Linked DNA regions of Mus musculus: region 2 is linked to region 1. A link is a contact called in public Hi-C data. All regions are on one chromosome and are shown on one strand. The core of a region is the stretch at or near the end of the contact, and the rest is flanking DNA. Distances in the headings are between cores, read along the strand shown. Region 1 has its middle 61 kb from the start of Steap3. Region 2 has its middle 34 kb from the start of Steap3.

Region 1 (5,489 bases), core at 807-3,306:
CCAGCACCATGTAAACTGGGCGTGGTGGTGCTGTCTACAATCCCAGCACGTGGGAGGTGGAGGCAGGAGGACCAGAAGGTCAGAGTCACCCTTTATATAACAAGGTCAGCCTGGGCTTCATGAGACCTTGTCTACAAAAGAGAGAGACAGAGGGATACAGATTATGTCAGTCTCCCTCTGGTAGGGGCTGTATCTGCATCTCCAGGTTTCAGATGTATTCTCTGCCTAGAAGTTCTCTGTATGCCCAGAGGCAGTTCTGTGTCTTGTGAGGATTTTTTTTTTTTTTTTTTGCCAGCCAGAAAACAAAACATTATTCTAATTTTTCCACCATTAGAAAGGGGAATGTCCTAGACTATCATCTGTCTCCTCTTGAACAGTCCCTGGAAAGCGGGGCAGAGAGCTCAATAGTGGCTTTTAGGACTGTCCACACGATCGTGCAGTCTCCCTCACTCGACTTCAAGCAAAGTTGCTTGCTTAGAAGTGACCTAGAAGTGAACTTGTGGTGACATTAAAAATCATTCAGATTACAAAAGGCAAATGGTGCCCTCCTGCATGGGCTGCGTTATTTGTCTTGCTGTGTTTGCTTTAGGCAAGCGTGAGGAGAAGGAAGGAGCATTTGCTGTGCAGTCAGGCAGCAGCAGCCCGAAGAGCCAGCACCCACCACCACTAACCGAGAGGTCTGACCTTGGTGGGGCAGAAGCCTCAGTCTTCTACTCCATTCAAGCAGGATGTCTGCGCTGACCTCAGATTGCCTCTGGGCTCAGGGGAAACGACCGAGCCAAGTGTGCAGCACACATAATGTGATTCTGGCACATCCATGCTTCATTAACAACATTCATCTCACTGCACCCCAGTGTGCACACTGTTGCTGGGGAGATGGTGCATTTGGTAGGGGACTTGTCATGCAAGCATGAAAACCTGGGTTCTCAGCTGTAGCAGCCACATTAAAAAAAAAAAAGCTGAACATGGTGGTGTGTGTCTATAATCCCACACAAAGGTTCCTGCAGCTCACTGGCCAGCCAGTCTGGCCAAACCGGGGAACTCTGGGTTCAGTGAAAGAAAGACACTGTTTCAGAGCAAGATGGAAGGTCTGGAGAGACAGCTCTACAGTTAGGAGCAGGTACTGCTCTCCCAGAGGATGTGAGCCTGGTTTCCATCACCTGTGGTAGATGGCTCACAAGTGCCTGAAACTCTAGTTTCAAGGGACTTGGCACTCTCTTCTGGCCTCTAAGGGTACCTATGTCCCCATGCACATATCTAAACAATTACAAAAAGTAAGTCTTTCAAAAAGAAAGAAGATCAGGTAGAGAGTGATTGAGAAAGACACGTGATATTGACCTCTGTCCTCCCTACAAGAATGTGCACTCTCATGCACACATTCACACACATATGAACACTACACACACACACACACACACACACACACAATCTGTAGATGCTGAACACAATGTTATATTCCACACACGCAGGCACTCATGATGCTGGGACTTCCAGTGAGGTAGGCACCTCTATCACCCTGCTTGCCAGTGTCTGCCAGTCAAACTCAGCTCCGCAATGGCCCAGATGTTCTCAGAGCCCTGGAAGGACTCTGGTTTTCCAGGAATCCCTTGCCTTTCTGTCTCCTTTTCTGGACACATTATACCTGGATGCAGGTGATCCAGAGCACATAACCTGATATCTACCTTTTCTGACTGCTTTGTTTTCCACTTAGGAACAGTAGACTCCTTCAAACAGCAGAGCAATGGACACTTCCTCTGTTCTCTGGGCAAACCTTGCTTCAAGTTCAGCTATAGAACAAATGGTTACAGAGAGAGGCCAAATGTGGTTTCTGGGTAGAATAGTCTTGCAAGGTCAGCTTTTGCAGTTTGAATTTTCTAGATCCGCAGCTCAGGACCAGCTGTTGGCTGCCCCAATACGGATCAGTGGTATCCTCCAGTGATACCTTCCCGGACTTTTAGCTCACATTCCTTACAGAGGCCAGGCAGCAGTTGGTGCCTGTCTGCTCTATGTCAGCCACCAGGTGGCAGCAGAGTCTGCCAAGGACCGGAAGCTGTGGGCACAACCAGTGAGTCATCTATTCATCACCTAGAGTGGGTGGTTGGCCCACCGGAGGGTGGCTGGCCTTGGAGTTCTTTAGCTCAAAGTCAAATCCTTTAGCTTGTAACTGTAGTGGCCCTTGCCAGTGCTCAGAAGTGGTGGCAGGATGGCTAGTGTCTAACCTTTGATTTAATTTAAAAGTCAGGACCTGATTATTCTAAAGTCATAGCACAACTTCTATATTGTGTCTCTGTTATTGCTGGTATGTGTGTGTGTGTGTGTGTGTGTGTGTGTGCATTCATATGTGTTTGTGTGTGTGTGTATTCATATGTGTGTGTGTGCATATTTGTGTGCAAGTGTGTGCAGATGTGTGTGTGAGTCTGTGGAGGGGGTAGAAGTTGACATGAGGTACCTTTTGGGACAGTCTCTCTCTGAACCTGGTGTTCACTGATTGGCTAGACTCACTGACCAGGATGCTCTGTTATCTGCCGACCTCTACCCCATTCCTGTACTGGGGTTGCAGGTGTGCACCACTATACCTGACTTCACATAGGTGCTGGGATCCCACCTGACCCCTCATAGGAGTACAGCAAGCACTTGCCCACTGAGCCATCCTCTCCAGCCCCCATCTTGCTGACTTCTAGAGTGTGAAGGATGAGCTAACATTTTTTACAGAATGCCCTGATTATCTGCTGAGGATCATATTTCAAAACTGAAGGCTGAAGGGGTGAGCGAGTTCTCAAAGCTCCCCAGCCCGATGCCTCCTGGTATTCGCAGCTGTGCATGTCCATTGTTTGGGCCTGTGAGGTTCCAAAGTAAACCGCTTCCATATGCAATGGCAGGATAACCCCTGCCCAGCAGGGCATCTGGGAGCTGCCCTCTTGTACCCAGGTGTCAGAGCTTTGTAGGCACAGGGACACCTGTGGCACGAACATGAGAATTAGTCTGAAGAAGGGGACACCCCCTGTTTTCTTCCTGAAGGCTGAATGGTTTTAAATACTAAGGGGCCCTGCAGCTGACTCAGCAAACCCCGTGCTTGTCTTTCACTTACTTTAACAACTAAGAAACTCCACACTTAGGAGGTGTATTAGAACCAAGAACAAAAAAATGAATATATATTATTTAAAGGGATTCACCATATTGGTTTACATGACAGGCTGGACCATCTGGTAATGGCTGCCTACATTCTGGAGAAGCTAGGAAGCCAGCAGGTATTCACCCAGGAAGCTGCATGCCTCATCTGGAGCTGAGGGCATGGAGGGGCACAGGAGGGATGCTGGACTTCCATCCACAGTGGAAGGCTGAAGAAGCTGGGTTCTGATGTCAGTGTAGGGTGGAGTGGCAGCAGCAACAGCAACAGCAACAGCAGAGTAGATGCATTCACCAGCAAGAAGCAGAGGCAGAGGCAGGCAAGCGACACTGATTTTTCCTTGGACCTCTTATTTATTTATTTAATAATAGAATATTCTGTATTCTTTGACAATTTTATGCAAGTAAATAATGTATTTTGATTATCTGAACCCCAACTTCCCCCTTCTACTTCTCTTAGACACCCCAAAATGACTCTCTTTTTTATTTTCACTCTCTCCCCAGCTTATTTATTTATTTATTTATTTATTTATTTATTTATTTACTTACTTACTTACTTATTTACTTATGTACTTATTTATTTATTTACTGGTAACCCACTCTGCAATCAGTGGTGCCTGCTGGCATGCTGACTGGGCTTGTGCTGGCTACAGCTGTAGTGAGATCACTAGCACACTGAGTGTGTCATGTCCTGAAGACAGCATTTCTCGGCTCGGCTCTCCTCCTCCCCCTTCCTTCTTTCTGCCTCCCTTCGGAGATGTTTCCTGAGTCTTGAGCTTGTCGGCATAGGTGTCCTCTTTAGGGCTGAGCATTCAATAGTCTCTTGCTCTTGGTATTGGGACCAGTTCAGAGTCTCTGCACTAACAGCTGCCCACCGCAGGAGGAAACTTCTCTGGCCAAGGTTGAGAGCAGCACTAATCTACAGGCATAACCATAGGCATTAGAAGGCACTCTGACAACATGCTGTGGACCTCTTCATGTTTGGGCCATACATTGACAATGGCACCTGCCCTAAGGACAGGTCTTCTCTCTGCTCCTCAGTCTTGGCCTCGCAGATGACCCAGAGGTGCGTCTCCTAAGTGGTTCCAGCTCTCATTGGACTGTCGGTTAGGATTAACCATCATGAGTACCAACCAGAGTAAAAGCCAAGTGCCACGTCCTGTGTTCTCAGTCCATGTCGGGCTGATGACAGGGAGCAGAGGCGGAGATAAGAGTAGAGTCTGAGAGTAGAGCTCACGTCAGCCTGGTGACTCGCCCAGTGTGTTCAGTCCAAGTTCCATTATCACTCTGCAGATGTTTAATACGGTACCACAGCTGGAGAGGCGTCCAGATAAGAACAAATCTTATTAGAAGATGATGGGAAGTGGGCAGAGGGGATGGCTCAGCGGTGAGGAGTGCATTCTGCTCTTGCAGAGACCTGAGTTCAGTTCCTAGCACCCACCTATAGCAGCTCGCTACTACCTGTAACTCCAGCTTTAGGGGATCTGACCCCCCCCCTCTTTTCTGGCCTCTGTGAGCAGTACACTTCTCCATGGCTAAACACACAAACACACATATAAACCCAATTTAACTTTTTTTTTTAATGCAATGGGCTTTAAGCATAGAAATTGGTTATAGGAGCTGGAGCTATGGTTCAGGTTAGGGTGCTTGGGTAGCATTTTCTAGTTCCTGGATTCCAAGTAGAGGAACCTGAATTCAATACCCAGAACTCACTTTAAAATGTAAGGGTGCGAGGACCCCTGCAGCCCGAGCCCAGCAGCATCCGCAAGTAGGTGAGCTGCAGGCCAGTTAGAGACCCTGTCTCAAAGGACCTGGACGACATTCCTGAGGGGGAGCATCAGAGCTGGCCTCTGACTCCCACACACATGCATGCACATCTGTGTACATATAAACAAACATATACATACATTAAAAATCACACTATTGGGGCTGGAGAGATGGCTCAGCGGTTAAGAGCACTGACTGCTCTTCTGAAGATCCTGAGTTCAAATCCCAGCAACCACATGGTGGCTTACAACCACCCGCAATGAGATCTGATGCCCTCTTCTGAAGACAGCTATGGTGTACTTATATATGATAATAAATAAATCTTAAAAAAATCATACTATCATTTATATCCTTCAGATGTCAGAGGAGAAGGTTTACTGCTTTCCAGGAAGGCTTTTGAAAAAATGAAAAGGTTCCTTCATAATCCACAGGACCTAATGTCACTTCAAAATGTATGGAGGAGAGGGCCCGAGGGATGGCACAGTGGGTCAGACACTTGCCACCAAGCCCCGCAACCAGAGTGAATTGGCTCCCTGGGGCCCACATGATGGAAGGAGAGAGCTGATTTCTGCAAGCATGCGTGCACGTTCCCTTCC
Region 2 (5,043 bases), core at 2,185-4,684, 97 kb after region 1:
CTCCTTTTAAAAAGTCAGAACTCGATAATGATATTGAAATAAAATAGGTGCCACAGATTTGTGTGTTGGAAAAGTGGTTCCCAGCTGGTGATGGGGTTTTAGGAGGTTGTAGAACCTTTAGGAGGTGGACCCTTGCTGGAGGGAGTGGGTTTCTGGGAGCTTGGGAGTTACAGTATGAACCCCATCTCTCTCTGTTCACTCGCTCGTCTAGAGATGTGAACAAGCAGGCCTGTGCTCCTGCTGCCACAGCAGTGAGCCATCCATAGTGATCTCCAAACTCAGCAAGACACGATACAGTGACACAGAAAGAGGTACAAAATTGCCTTTGTGTTTCCCAAAGTGGAAACATTGCAGTTCTTCAGCAGGAGCCGGGAGGATTTCTTTGCTTTGTGTGAAACACAGAGAGCAAAGTAAGTACAGAGAGAGAGAGAGAGAGAGAGAGAGAGAGGGAGAGGATTTGAATAAGGAAGCCACTGACTGGGGAGGAGGGAGGGGAGGAGGGGAGGGGCTTCTTTACATCTTTCTTTTCCTCATTCCGTCTCCTCTGATGCCTATTGAAACAGATTTCATGATTTAAGCAGAAGACAGAAGCACGCTGGTACAGTCACCCTAGTGGCTTCAACAACACCGTGGTTAGAATTGTCAAGTTGGGAGGACCTAGAATTATCCTTGGCTGTGACTCAGAGTGGGTTTCTAGATTGGGCTGATGGGGGTAGGAGATTTACCCTCAATGTGGGCTGCACATTCCATGGGCTGGGAGGGACTGCATACAAAGGAGAAGGTGAGCCCTCAAGGAGACACCATATTCCAGCCTCCTGAGGGTCCCCTATGCTTTGCAGACAGCTTTTCTCTCCGTGTTTCTTGCTGTGTGTATTTCCTTGTCCCTAATAAAAGCCTTTCTTTATGGGGGGGAGAGGGAGGGGGAGACAGAGATTGATCAGCAGTAATCATCTCTTTCTGCTTCCTGACTGTGGATGCCATGTGACCAGCTACCTTACACCCCTGCCATGATGGATCGCTTATATTCTCAAACTGTGAGTCAAAATAAACTGTTTGTTTGTTTGTTTTTTTATTTGTTGTTTTTCAAGACACAATTTCTCTGAATAGCCTTGGCTGCCCTGGAACTCACTCTGTAGATCAGACTAGCTTCAAACTCAGATCTGCCTGATTGGGGCTCCCGAGTGCTGGGATTAAAGGTGTGCACCACTAACATCTGGCTAAACTCTTTCTAAAGCTCCATTTTGTTAGTTATTTTGTTGTAGTCATGAGAAAACTGATGCAACTGTCTTAGCTATGGTTCCATTGCTGTGAAGAGATACCACGACCAAGGCAACTCTGATAAAAGAAAACATCTAACTGGGACTGGCTTTCAGTTTCAGAGGTTTAATCTATTATCATGATGGGAAGCACAGCTGCATGGAAGCAAACATGATGTAGAGACTACATCTGGCTCTGAAGGCAGCCAGGAGGAGACTAGAATATCACACTGGGAGGAGCCTAAGCATAGGAAATCTCAAAGCCCATCCCTATACGGACACACCATACCCACAAGGCCACACTCAGTCCAGGAAGGCCACACCTCCTAATAGTGCCACTGCCTGTAGGCCAACTATTCAAACACAAGAGTCTATGGGGGAGGGGGCAAACCTACTCAAACCACCACAGCAACATACAATAAATAAGGCGAAGGGACAGCCAATGCCTCATTGTGGGGCTTTCTGTTACTGGTACGACACAGAAATCACCTGACCATCTTCTGCACATGACTATGAAAACGCTGTCTCTCTCATGGAGTTTCCCAACCAGTCAGAAGGTCTTGCTCAGGTCAGTGAGATGGCTTTGTGGATAAGGGCTCTTCCAGCCAAGCCTGATGACTTTGTAAGACCCCAACCTTCGGTCATTGGTATTACTTTGAGGATCCCCCAAGTGAGACCCTGAAATGCAGATCGATGCAAAAGTAAGAGGTTTATTTTCCAGTGTGCCTACGTCGACCTTCAATTAGTCCCTCAAGGCAAGTGACTAGAAGGCCACCCCAATGGCTATTACAGGTTACATCAGCAAGGTTACAGATCAAAGTTATTGGCTAAGCATATTGACCTTTAAATCTATTGGCTAGCAAGCATGACACGCATTTGAACTCTACCTGGGACTTTCCATATGGTCAGGTGACTATCAGTCAGTACATTCTGAGATTTTTTTTTTTAACTCTAGAATATTCCTCTGGGTGGAGAATGAAACTTGGCCTAGCCTTGTCCCTAGGCGGGAGGGCGAAGCTGTAAGGAGGGACAAAAGCCCTTTAGAGTCCCTCAACTTGAGTTCAAATCCTAGAAGAAGCAAGGGAGGAGGAGAGAACCGATTCTCACAAGCTGTCCTCTGAGTGCCAAATGCTTGCAGCTGCATGCATACTCCCACAAAATGTCTTTCTTCACCATTGGTTTAGTGGAGGTCCACTTACTTCTTGCCTGAAAACCTCTGTTGGGGGCCATCTTCCAGGATGATAGGGACGTTCTCACAGGATCCAGACCAGCAGTGCTTTGGAGCAGGCCCAACAGGAGGTCTGTTTATCTTCTCACAGTTCAGCCTTCCAGCTGAGACCCTGGGTGGGCCATTTGACTCCTATCCTTCCGTGCTGCTTTGACCTTCTTCCTCTAGCAGCTTCTGTTTGTCTGAGGCCACAGGATCAGCCACCCCACCAGGAGAGGAGAAAACAAGCATCGAGGAGGCCAAGCTGACTCTATTACAGGCTTAGAAGACTAGGCCTATATTTCTGTTTCCAAGAACTGGGCAAATCCAGGCAAGTTCAGGCCTCAGAAGCTGCCCCACCACCCAAGGCAAGGACAGTGTGTCAGTGGCAGTTTCCAGACTTTCTCAACAACAGTTTCCAGACTTCCCCAGCAACAGTTTCCAGCCCCCCCACCCCTGCCCTGCAATGATTCTGGGATGTCCTTAGTGATAGAGCCAAGATTAAGATAGAGGTCACTTACCCTTCCCCAGAATTTCCCTAATGTGCTTTAAATCAGGCCTGTGAGCTCACTTCAGTGTCTCTCCATCTTTGTAGGTGGTAGACCGACCACAGCATGCTGGACTTCTGCAGAATAAAACACTCTTTACATTTACATACTATTTGAACCTGGAATATCACTCTTAAGTGAATCATGGTCCCTTACAGCAGGTGATTGGGTGCCCCTCCCATTCTTCACATACACAGAGACAACACTACGATGGTAAATGTCACATATCACTTTAATATCATGACATCACCACAGAGAGGACCAAGCCACATGAGCCTTGGGGGGCAAACCACATCTGTTGTAGTTTGAACATGAAATGTTCCTTACACATGTCTGAATACTTGCTTGTTGGCTGGTAGTGCTGTTTGGGAAAGCTGCCAAACCTTTAGGAGGTAGAGGAAGTATGCCACTGGGGGTGGGCTTTGAAGGCTTATAGCTTGACCTCACTTCCTGTTTTTCTGCTCTCTGCTTCCTGACTGCTAGTCTGACCTCATGCTCATTCGGTTTGTTTTGCTTGTCCTGCCATAATGGACTATATTCCCCCTGAAAGTGAGGTAAAGTAAAACCCATATTCCCCATGTTGCTTTGTGTCTGATATGCTATTGTCATTGAGACAGAAAAGTAACTAAGGCAACACTCAAGCCAGGCAGTCTCCATAGGGCTTCAGTGGTAGCTTCCACTTCTGTTGCTCTGTTGTCCTCTGCTTCTTTTGAATTCCTCCATCTCTCCTTCTCTCCCTTCCCCTTCATTCAAGGCCACACACAGCTGTATGTCTGCCTCTGAAGAGTGTGAGCACTCTGTTGAGGCAGTCAGTATCCCCGAGTCCCTGTCCCCTGACAGAGATTAGGAAATGGGTGCATCCCTCCTTAAAACAAGAACAAAAAGCAAACGTTCTGTCTTTCTTTTCATTTCCCTCTCTCTCTCTCTCTCTTTCTTTCTTTCCTTTTTTTATTTTTATTTTTTTGAGGCCAGGTCTCCCACATCCTAGGCTGGCCTCAGACCTATTCTGTAGCCAAGAATGACTTTGAACTTGCATTCCTCCTATATCTCCTTCCCAATTGCTGGAATTACAGTTGTGTGTCACCATGTCCAGTTTTATAGAATGCTGGTGATCAAACCCAGGGCTATACACCTTGTAGGCAGGTGTTCTGCTGACTGGTATATGTCTCCAGCTCCTCCTTGCTTCTTTTTGTTTTAACCTAAAATAGCTTTTGTTTTGTGGGGTAAAGATGGATCAATATCACTGCCAACAGCTGTGGCTTGACTTTTTTATTTTCCAGTTAACAACCACTTTTTAAAATGTTTAGTTTTAAAAATTAATTGATCTATCTATCTATCTATCTATCTATCTACCTATCTATCACCTATCTACCTGTGTCTGTGTACTTTTGTATGTGTGAGGGCACAGGGCACATGCACATCATGCCTTGCACATGGAGGTCAGAGGACAACTTGGAGGAGAGATCTCTCCTTCTACCATCTGAGTCCTAGGATTTGAACTTAGATCCTCAGGCTTGGTGGCAAGTCCTTTCATCCACTAAGCCAGTCCTTAATTATTTCTTGGCGTCGCCTTAAAAAGCAGAATGTCTACTGCTGGGGATGTAGTTCACTGGATGGGCACTTGACCAACATGCCTGAGTCCTCCGTTCAATCCCTAGCATGGGGTTGGGGGAGCAGAAGTTGTTCCCTTTGTTCCCTCTTGTTCTTTGCCTGTCCTTGCATTCCTCGGAGAGCAGAAGCTGTCTCAGTCTTCCACCTGTGAACCTGCCTCCTTCCTGGCATCATTAAGACAGGATGGATGGCTCAGCTGCACACCCCGTGCCTCTGCAGCCACTTGATGCAGCAGAGAGCTTTGCCCTTGAAAGACAATCGTTTCAGGATGATAGAACAGTACAGGCTGAAGTCTTCCTTTTGGAGCCTTAAAAAAGGGGAGAAAAATATAAGAATGAACACATGATTAGACTTGAAGAGAAATCAGGGAGACCTCTTGGCTCATGTGTATTCAGGATTTCCAACATGGGAGTAGATGAGG

What was found. A called contact is a pair of places that touch in the nucleus more often than the background predicts.
Region 2: a Hi-C map of the Ba/F3 cell line shows a contact between it and region 1, with 4 times the contacts expected there. The contact joins two enhancer-like sites. A contact is called at or near these places in 8 of 15 datasets of contacts at CTCF or cohesin (the G1E-ER4 cell line, the NIH/3T3 cell line, embryonic stem cells and 3 more), 72 of 484 Hi-C or Micro-C datasets (the AML12 cell line, the Ba/F3 cell line, the C2C12 cell line and 29 more) and 5 of 115 datasets of contacts at active chromatin or transcription factors (bone marrow-derived macrophages, embryonic stem cells and fibro-adipogenic progenitors).

The regions. Positions count from the first base shown.
Region 1 is chr1:120,195,340-120,200,828 of GRCm38.p6, forward strand. No RefSeq gene overlaps it. Among named protein-coding and RNA genes, the nearest start is that of Steap3, 61 kb to the right of the region's middle. Within about 2 kb of position 2,057, at least 23 of the 459 cell types and tissues checked have an H3K27ac peak or open chromatin away from gene starts, as enhancers often do. A contact at or near this core is called in the Ba/F3 cell line, CD8 T cells and pro-B cells, where this site is marked.
Region 2 is chr1:120,290,542-120,295,584 of GRCm38.p6, forward strand. No RefSeq gene overlaps it. Among named protein-coding and RNA genes, the nearest start is that of Steap3, 34 kb to the left of the region's middle. Within about 2 kb of position 3,435, at least 57 of the 459 cell types and tissues checked have an H3K27ac peak or open chromatin away from gene starts, as enhancers often do. A contact at or near this core is called in the Ba/F3 cell line, CD8 T cells and pro-B cells, where this site is marked.